Linked DNA regions of Bombyx mori: region 2 is linked to region 1. The links are chromatin contacts, called in public Hi-C maps. All regions are on one chromosome and are shown on one strand. Each heading gives the region's core, a stretch centred on a gene start, on an enhancer-like site or on the middle of the called end of the contact. The rest is flanking DNA. Distances are from core to core; before and after follow the strand shown. Region 1 overlaps LOC101739423 (RNA-binding protein 26). Region 2 overlaps LOC101739554 (probable multidrug resistance-associated protein lethal(2)03659).

The links. Hi-C and Micro-C count contacts between places; a contact is called where the count stands out from the background.
Region 2: a contact with region 1 is called in a Hi-C map of posterior silk gland, with 2.1 times the contacts expected there. The contact joins two enhancer-like sites. A contact is called at or near these places in 3 of 7 Hi-C or Micro-C datasets (middle silk gland, posterior silk gland and whole pupa).

Annotation. Positions count from the first base shown.
Region 1 is chr23:17,419,962-17,423,665 of ASM3026992v2, reverse strand. LOC101739423 (RNA-binding protein 26) reads right to left here. Exons shown (of 23, transcript XM_012694317.4): 4 at 3,330-3,412; 5 at 2,585-2,656; 6 at 1,896-1,996; 7 at 1,653-1,733; 8 at 1,217-1,360; 9 at 701-819; 10 at 126-236. Among protein-coding and RNA genes, the nearest start is that of LOC101739423, 12 kb to the right of the region's middle. Within about 2 kb of position 1,840, at least 3 of the 8 cell types and tissues checked have open chromatin away from gene starts, as enhancers often do.
Region 2 is chr23:17,459,129-17,462,906 of ASM3026992v2, reverse strand. LOC101739554 (probable multidrug resistance-associated protein lethal(2)03659) reads left to right here. Exons shown (of 36, transcript XM_062675342.1): 28 at 165-279; 29 at 1,040-1,229; 30 at 1,705-1,891; 31 at 2,197-2,369; 32 at 2,923-3,039. Among protein-coding and RNA genes, the nearest start is that of LOC101739423, 51 kb to the right of the region's middle. Within about 2 kb of position 2,341, at least 4 of the 8 cell types and tissues checked have open chromatin away from gene starts, as enhancers often do.

The sequences.
Region 1 (3,704 bases), core at 591-3,090:
GATCTGACACGAAAGGAAAGGACAAGATTGATTGAGGTCATGGATCCTCTCTCTAGGAGCGTCACATTGCTTTAATCGGATGAACGTTACACTGATCTCAGTGATAGTGAAGCATGAAATCTTACCAGGCACGTGAGCGGGCAGCATGACCCTGGACAAAGCGGCGTCTTCCAGCACCAGCGGGTCGGCGCCATGGTCCCATGAGCAGAGGTCTCCTCGCATGCAGTATCCTTTCTCTGAAAGAAACAACAAGTTATTATCCTTGACTTGCACCAACAAAAGATGTAACTTTCTTAGCCAACCATATCAAGATATATACGTAGCATTTGTCCAATTTGTATTTTGAGTAATAATGAGTCATGCCCAATATGGGTTAATACCACTGCTCAGTTCGCCATATCTGCACATTTGTGCCACAAATTATTATGGGCTAAATATCTCAAACCAGATGGCTATATAGTCTTTTTGTATGGTGGTACCTTCATCACCTTCGATAAGCCACTGCGTACAGTTAAGATAGATGCAGTGGAACGTCGCACCAATAACTTAATAAAGAATTACAATGTTTATCTAAGTTTCTACAATGATGACATTTGAACTTATTCTTGCATAAAATATTTATTCGCTTAAAACTGCAGCCGTTTGTTTATCTTTTGCATAACGCCAGCCTTCGATTCCCCGTGCTTGTCGAGGTACTTACCATCGAAATCTCTACATCTCCGCTTGTAGCCGTCTTTATGGTCTAGCCTCGTATCCGGTATGGGCGATAGTGAACCTCGGGATCTATCGCGAGATCTCTCCCGGGACCTATCGCGAGACCTGTTCGAAATACACATTATTTATTACCTAATTTATTAATAAATATCTAACTATTTTAAATTAATTTCAAGATTAACAATATTATCAGAGATTATCTTATGAAAGAATGAAAAAGGTTAGGAAACTTAAGTTAGAACTTACTTATGTCTTTATCTTTGAAAATAGAAAATCTCATATTAATTGCTGCTTTTAACATGCTATGTTTATCTTAGTAGGTATGTTCGTATGTAACGAGATCTCTGAAAGTCATTTTCCATCGACCTCAAAACGTCCAGTTAACTTGAAAATTTGCAAAAGCTACAAGGACATATGACGATGCAATAATTTCATAACCTCTCTCTAATATTCTAATTTCGATTTTAAACTACACATACAATTTCCAATAACATTAACTAACCTATCCCGGTCTCTTGATCTTGAGATCGTATCTCTGTGTTCTCTATCTCTCGATATTCTATCTCTTTCTATTTCACGCACCACGCGCAGTCTGTCCCTCTCTCTGTCGTGGTCCCTGTCGCGGGTCAGCACTGGGGACCTTGATCTGTTTATAAACAAGAATACATATATGTTACATTTTCACACGGACATCAACACTCAAGATATTCTGAGTTGCTACAGCGATATTAATTTCGCCTTGATTATTTTGTTATTCGTCTATTGGAACGTGGTCGTTTATTTAAAACTTGTCGAACTTATCAAGTCTAGAAGTATCTTAGTATATTGTACAATTCGTAAAGTTGTAATTATTTGGTTGTAAAATTGCATAGAATACAAAGAATTTAGAATTAAATTTTTCTTTCTGTTTAGGCTTTCTTGATTACACAGGTACATACCTAGACCTGCTAGCTCTGTCTGCTGGAGGTGGACTTCTGTTTCTATACCTTCGAGGAGAAGGAGACCTTGAGGGTCGGACCCTGTAGAAACAATAGTCGTCGTTATGGTAGTCTAAAACTGTAGTGTTTGAGAATAGCCCAGGATTAGTACATAGCTGTAGAAGACTGTGTCTATAGTAGTGTAGTATGAGACTAGAGGCTAGATTTAGGTCGGATCAATGTCTGTTTGTTGTGGGTACATACCGTTTACCATCATGCTCGTTTTCCCTGAGGTGTCTTCGAGGACGGTTTCTTCTCTCCCACGACCGAGATCGACGTCTTCGACGATCATCTTTGTCACGTAGCTAAAAATGAAGAACTTGTCTTTCATTTTCTTTATTTCCAGGGTTTCCTTAGTTTTTTATTTACTTTAATTTTTGTATTAATCAATATTAAGCAAATATATACAGAAGTACAGATGTGCGGTACAGTGCTCAATGATATTTACCGCGCCATTGCAGCCGTGGAGCGGACTATGTCATTTTTATTGCAAAGTTGGATGAACGAGCTTACAGCCCTTCTGTGGTTGAGTTGTCATCACATCAAAAAATACCACAAGCCATCTTAATATACGAAGGCGAAGCTCAAGAGTTTCTCTAAGTGATAAGACGATCCTATCGTAGAGATCAGAGTATAGGAACGTTCTGACGGCAGATTCCATGAGAACATGTGTCACAACTTAATGTTTCAGCCTAATTGGTCATTAAACGTAATTATTAGTTTGTTTGAATTAATATTCCTTAATGATAATAAATAAGGTTGAGTAAATGATTGTTTGCACTGTTCCAATCCACACAAACCAGTGTTTACTGAACTACTGAGAAACGGGAAATGATTCACAGAATGCATTAGTAGGGAGGGAAACTGAAGTTTCTCTCGGCTCGTGTACGTACAGAATCAGCGCGCCTCTCTCTTCTCCGCGGAGGTTGGTATACAGGCTCCTCCAGCAGCTCAGTCGGCAGAACCTGTATTACAAATGCACAATTATTGACATTTTAGAATTGCATCACACATTTTATTCAGGGACTACTGACTGATTTTATTCAGTGGTGTTAGTCAATTTGAGAGTCCTCCATATATTAATGCAAAATGAGTTGAAAACATTTTTTTCCCTAATTATTCCAGTAACCTCGAGGGGTTATTCTTGATTCACCGAGCTAGTATGTGAGCTCACGGGGCTCAAACCGGAAGTGTTGCTAGCACTAGCCCTAGCAAGAGCAGTGCTTCGCAGAGTCTACCACTGGATCGGAAACGTGACCCACTGAGAAGATCCGGCGAGAAGCTCAGTGGGCTGTGTCTATGGGCTAATTTACTCGCCGATACATTCGTCGCAAGCGACCAGTGCGGCGCGGACGGTGAACTGGGGTGACCGGTTAAAAACATGAGGTAATTTCTACTGCATTGTAAAAATATAATGTATCATCAATTAAAGTATTTTCGGATTTCGATTGATTATTAATGTTCATCTATATTGGCAATGTTACAGGCACAGCCAAATTGCGATCTACCTTCAAGAACTTACAATCCTGTGAACCATATAATGGTAGGCTATGTTAATATATTTATGTACTACTATTTATTTGAGGAATTGAGAGTAATCCTTTCTAAACAATTTAACATCTTTAATACTGATGATACCTTTACGAGTGTCTGCTCGGTCGGAGGCGCAGCCCTAGGTACGACCACGCGGTGCCGGAGTGGAGGAGCAGGCCCATTGGTAGCTGTAATGAAAATAAACAATCTTAGGAACGTTTCCTATCATTGATTCCGTACATGAAAAATAAATAAAGTTAAATATTGTATAATAATCGGCACGAGTCTTGAGCTGTCGACAAAAGAGTGAGGGGCCGTCTACGCATCGTGCACTTAGGGTCATAATAAATGGTTTACTCATTTAATATATTTTTTTTATAATATAATTAAATTAACTTCGTTCAATTTGGGATTTTTACTAAGTATTAGTAACTTTATAATACAATAGTTTGGTCAAGGGTTTTGCTCGTCTTATATTAA
Region 2 (3,778 bases), core at 1,092-3,591, 39 kb before region 1:
TAGGAGGACCATCGCTCAATACAACTGCAAACTTCTACTCACGCCGCGATTTGTCTCAAGATCGGCCGGGCCGTGTGCTAATTCGAACCTCAAATAAGACAAAAAAGCTAAATTCAACTCGAGAATATGAGTTTCGCTCACTAATTTAATAGTAATCGAAACAGGTGGAAAGGATATTGGAGTACACGAATCTGCCCCCGGAACATCCTCTGGAGACGGACGAGGCTGCCATCAGAAAGAACCATCCGGGTCTGGACCTCAGCAAGTGGCCCACTAAAGGTAATGTCTCCAACCGGTACCACTGTTACAAGATAATGACAGATGAAATAGTAAATTAAAGATACTGGTACAATGAAGATGATGATATCTGGTGGTAGGACGACTTGTGAGTCCGCACGGGTCTGATAAGCAGTGGTTTGGCTCTGCCCCTAGCATTGCTGACGTTCATGGGTGACGGTAACCTCTCACCACCAGACGGGTTATATGCTCGTCTGCCTACAAAAATAGCAATGCAAGAAGCAGTAATGCGTTTCGGTTTGAAGGGTGGGGCAGCCGTTGTAACTATATTGAGACCTTAGAAATTGTATCTCCAAAGTGGGTGATGGCGTTAACGTTGTTGAGGTCTATGTGATTCGGTGACCAGTCCAACCATCTAAGCAATCAAAATACTTCAAGATAACCCACTGACTTCGGTCTGAAAATTCTCTTCACTCTTATTGATTAACTTTAGACCTTGAAGTTGAAGAAGTATCAAATGTATAAGGAAACTGCTGTTCCAACTCTTGGAAACGTTACGCGATATTGTGGTATCCTTTCGGACATACCACTAACTGGTACCATCTTCATTCCGGTGTGGTACTCCGAGAACGTTGCTATCCATTGTCCTCAGACACGAGTCCCGCAAGAGTGTTGCTATCCCAGCATATACAGGGTGTGTAGGAGTCGAGAACAGTTCTTTTACTGGCAGACTAACATACGGCCCAATAACCAAGTTCCAGACCAAAATCCAGGTCTTAAATACAACTAAATCTTCCTGCAGGCGAAATTTCCTTCGAGAACGTCTATTTGGAGTACGAGAAACCGCCTAAAGGGAAGAACGAGGCTCCAAGACCCGAGGCCCCGGTCTACGCGATCAAGGGAGTCAGCTTCAAGGTCCAGCCGGCGGAGAAGGTGGCTGTGGTCGGCAGGACAGGGGCGGGAAAGAGTTCGCTGCTCAACGCTTTATTTAGGTAAGGGTTTTCGGGTTCCGCAGTCAAATCCTAGCTTAGATAGCTTTCGATGTCTCAATCATGCTTTAGCAACTTTCCCACCCCTCGAACTGGAACGCTTGATTCCAAGTTACAACGGCTGCCCCGCCCTTCAAACCGAAACCCATTACTGCTTCACGGCAGAAATAGGCAGGGCGGTGGTACCTACCCGTGCGGACTCATAACAGATCCTACCACCAGTAATTACGCAAATTATAATTTTGCGGGTTTCATTTTTATTATACAGTGTTTGTTATCCCTTCACCATGGGAGTCAATCGTGAAGATTTCCTAAGTATGTATTTCATTAGAAAAATTGGTACCCGCCTGCGGGATTCGAACAACGGTGCATCGCTGCATACCATTGCACCGGACGTCTTATTTTTTAGGATACGACGACTTCGGGTTCAATATCCTCCACAAGCAGTGCCCGTGTGACGTATTCCCCCCTCCCCCAGGTTGAGCCGCATCGCGGGCACGGTGTCGGTGGACCGCGTGACGGCCGAGCAGGTGGGGCTGCGCTGCTGGCGCTCGCGGCTCTGCGCCCTGCCGCAGCGCCCGGCGCTCTTCGCCGCCTCGCTCCGGGACAACCTCGACCCCACGCACTCCGCCACCGACGCGCAGATATACGCCGCGCTCGAACAGGTACAGGGGGACACGACCCACACAAGCACACAAGGCAGGACCCCACCCACCCAAGCACACAAGACAGGACATGACTGACCCCAAGCACAAAAGACAGGACATGACTGACCCCAAGCATACATGGCAGGACACGACCCACTCATGAACACATGGTGAAACAAGATCAACCTCAAACACACAAGATAGGACCCTATTCACCCATGAACACAGGGCGACACCCCACGCCTCCAGAACCGATGCATAAATACAAAATTTAAACACTTATTTGTAAATTCTAAAACAATACAATCACACGTCCTTCGTAGGTGGAATTGCTGGATCTGGTCTCCAGTCTACCCGCAGGCCTGAACACGAAGCTGGGAGACGGCGGAGGCTCCCTGTCGTCCGGTCAGCGGCAGCTGCTGTGCTTGGCGCGCGCCGCGCTGGCCGGCTCCAGCGTGCTGCTGCTGGACGAGGCCACCGCCAACGTGGACACCGAGTGAGCACCCCGGGGGGCGGGGGGTTGGAGGACGGGGGGGCACCGACAAGGAACGACAGGCAAACGCGCGAAGACAACGCCTTGTCCTGGCATTGCTGATGTCTCATACTGTAGACCGAATGGAAAGCAGTCGACGTCGCCCTAAACATGTCATTACGGATCCTCTCGATCTACTAACGATTCTTTAAGGTACCACAAGCACCGGTCACCGTTCTCGTCGAACCCGTCGCTTGCGACGACGGGATCGACGAGTAAATTAACCCACAGACACAGCCCACTGAGCTTCTCGCCGCATCTTTTCAGTGGGTCGCGTTTCCGATCCGGTGATAGATTCTACGAAGCACTGCTCTTGCTAGGGTTTGTGCTAGTAACACTCCGGTATGAGCCCCGTGAGCTCACCTACACGTTAGGGTGAAGCTGATATAGCCTCTCAAGGCTATCCGCAGAGGTAAGAAAAAAAAAAGCTGTGGTCCACGGGCGACGGTCACCACTCACCGTCTTGTCTGCATGTATTCACAACAAAAGCGTTTCATATTCATTTGTTTCCCAACAGAACGGACAAGCAGATCCAACGGACGATAAGGACGAAGTTTTCAAACGCGACCGTGCTCACGATCGCTCACAGACTAAACACGGTCATGGACTACGACAGGGTCATTGTCATGGACAAGTAAGCATACTATCAAACTCTTGTATTTAGATTCACCAAACGAGTAGGTGACCTCACGGGGCTTTGACCTTATCATTATAAAGAAAACATTTAAAGACCCCCACCCCCTCCCAACTGTTTTTAAATTAATATTTTAAACAGTCTTATTATACTATGCAAATTTGAATCAATGAATGATAAGTGAATGATTTCGTATAGAAAAATCTTTTTTTTTAAATTAAAGAGTTTTAAAGGTTTTAAATACTAAATTATTTTCTCTACATTTATCTATATATTAATACGTGAAGCAAAAACGTTTTTTATGATAATTGCGCGGACGGAGGAGTATGAAATTTCCCACGCTTATAGAGAATATAGAGAAGAAGTGCAGAATGTAAATAATTTTTATTTATTATGCAAAAAAAAATACACTAAGTTAATAAAAAAAAACATTACACACACTACCACGTATTTGACACACGTATATACATATTATATACTCTTTGTTTCAAACTTTTGTTATTGTTTAAAGTCTGTGGTCAAATTGAGAATAGATTAATATTATTTGTCTATAGTGTAGTCTTGGCGAAATCTGTGATTATAGAAGTATAAATATTATTGTATTTGACAATAGAACCATTATAGTTGATAATAATGTTCAAACTTATAATTTCAATTAATTATAGTCGAATTTCGACTACTGTGGGACTAGTAGTATAAGAATTTAAATTGCTTAGTTGTGTATGGTTCGTTGCCTACA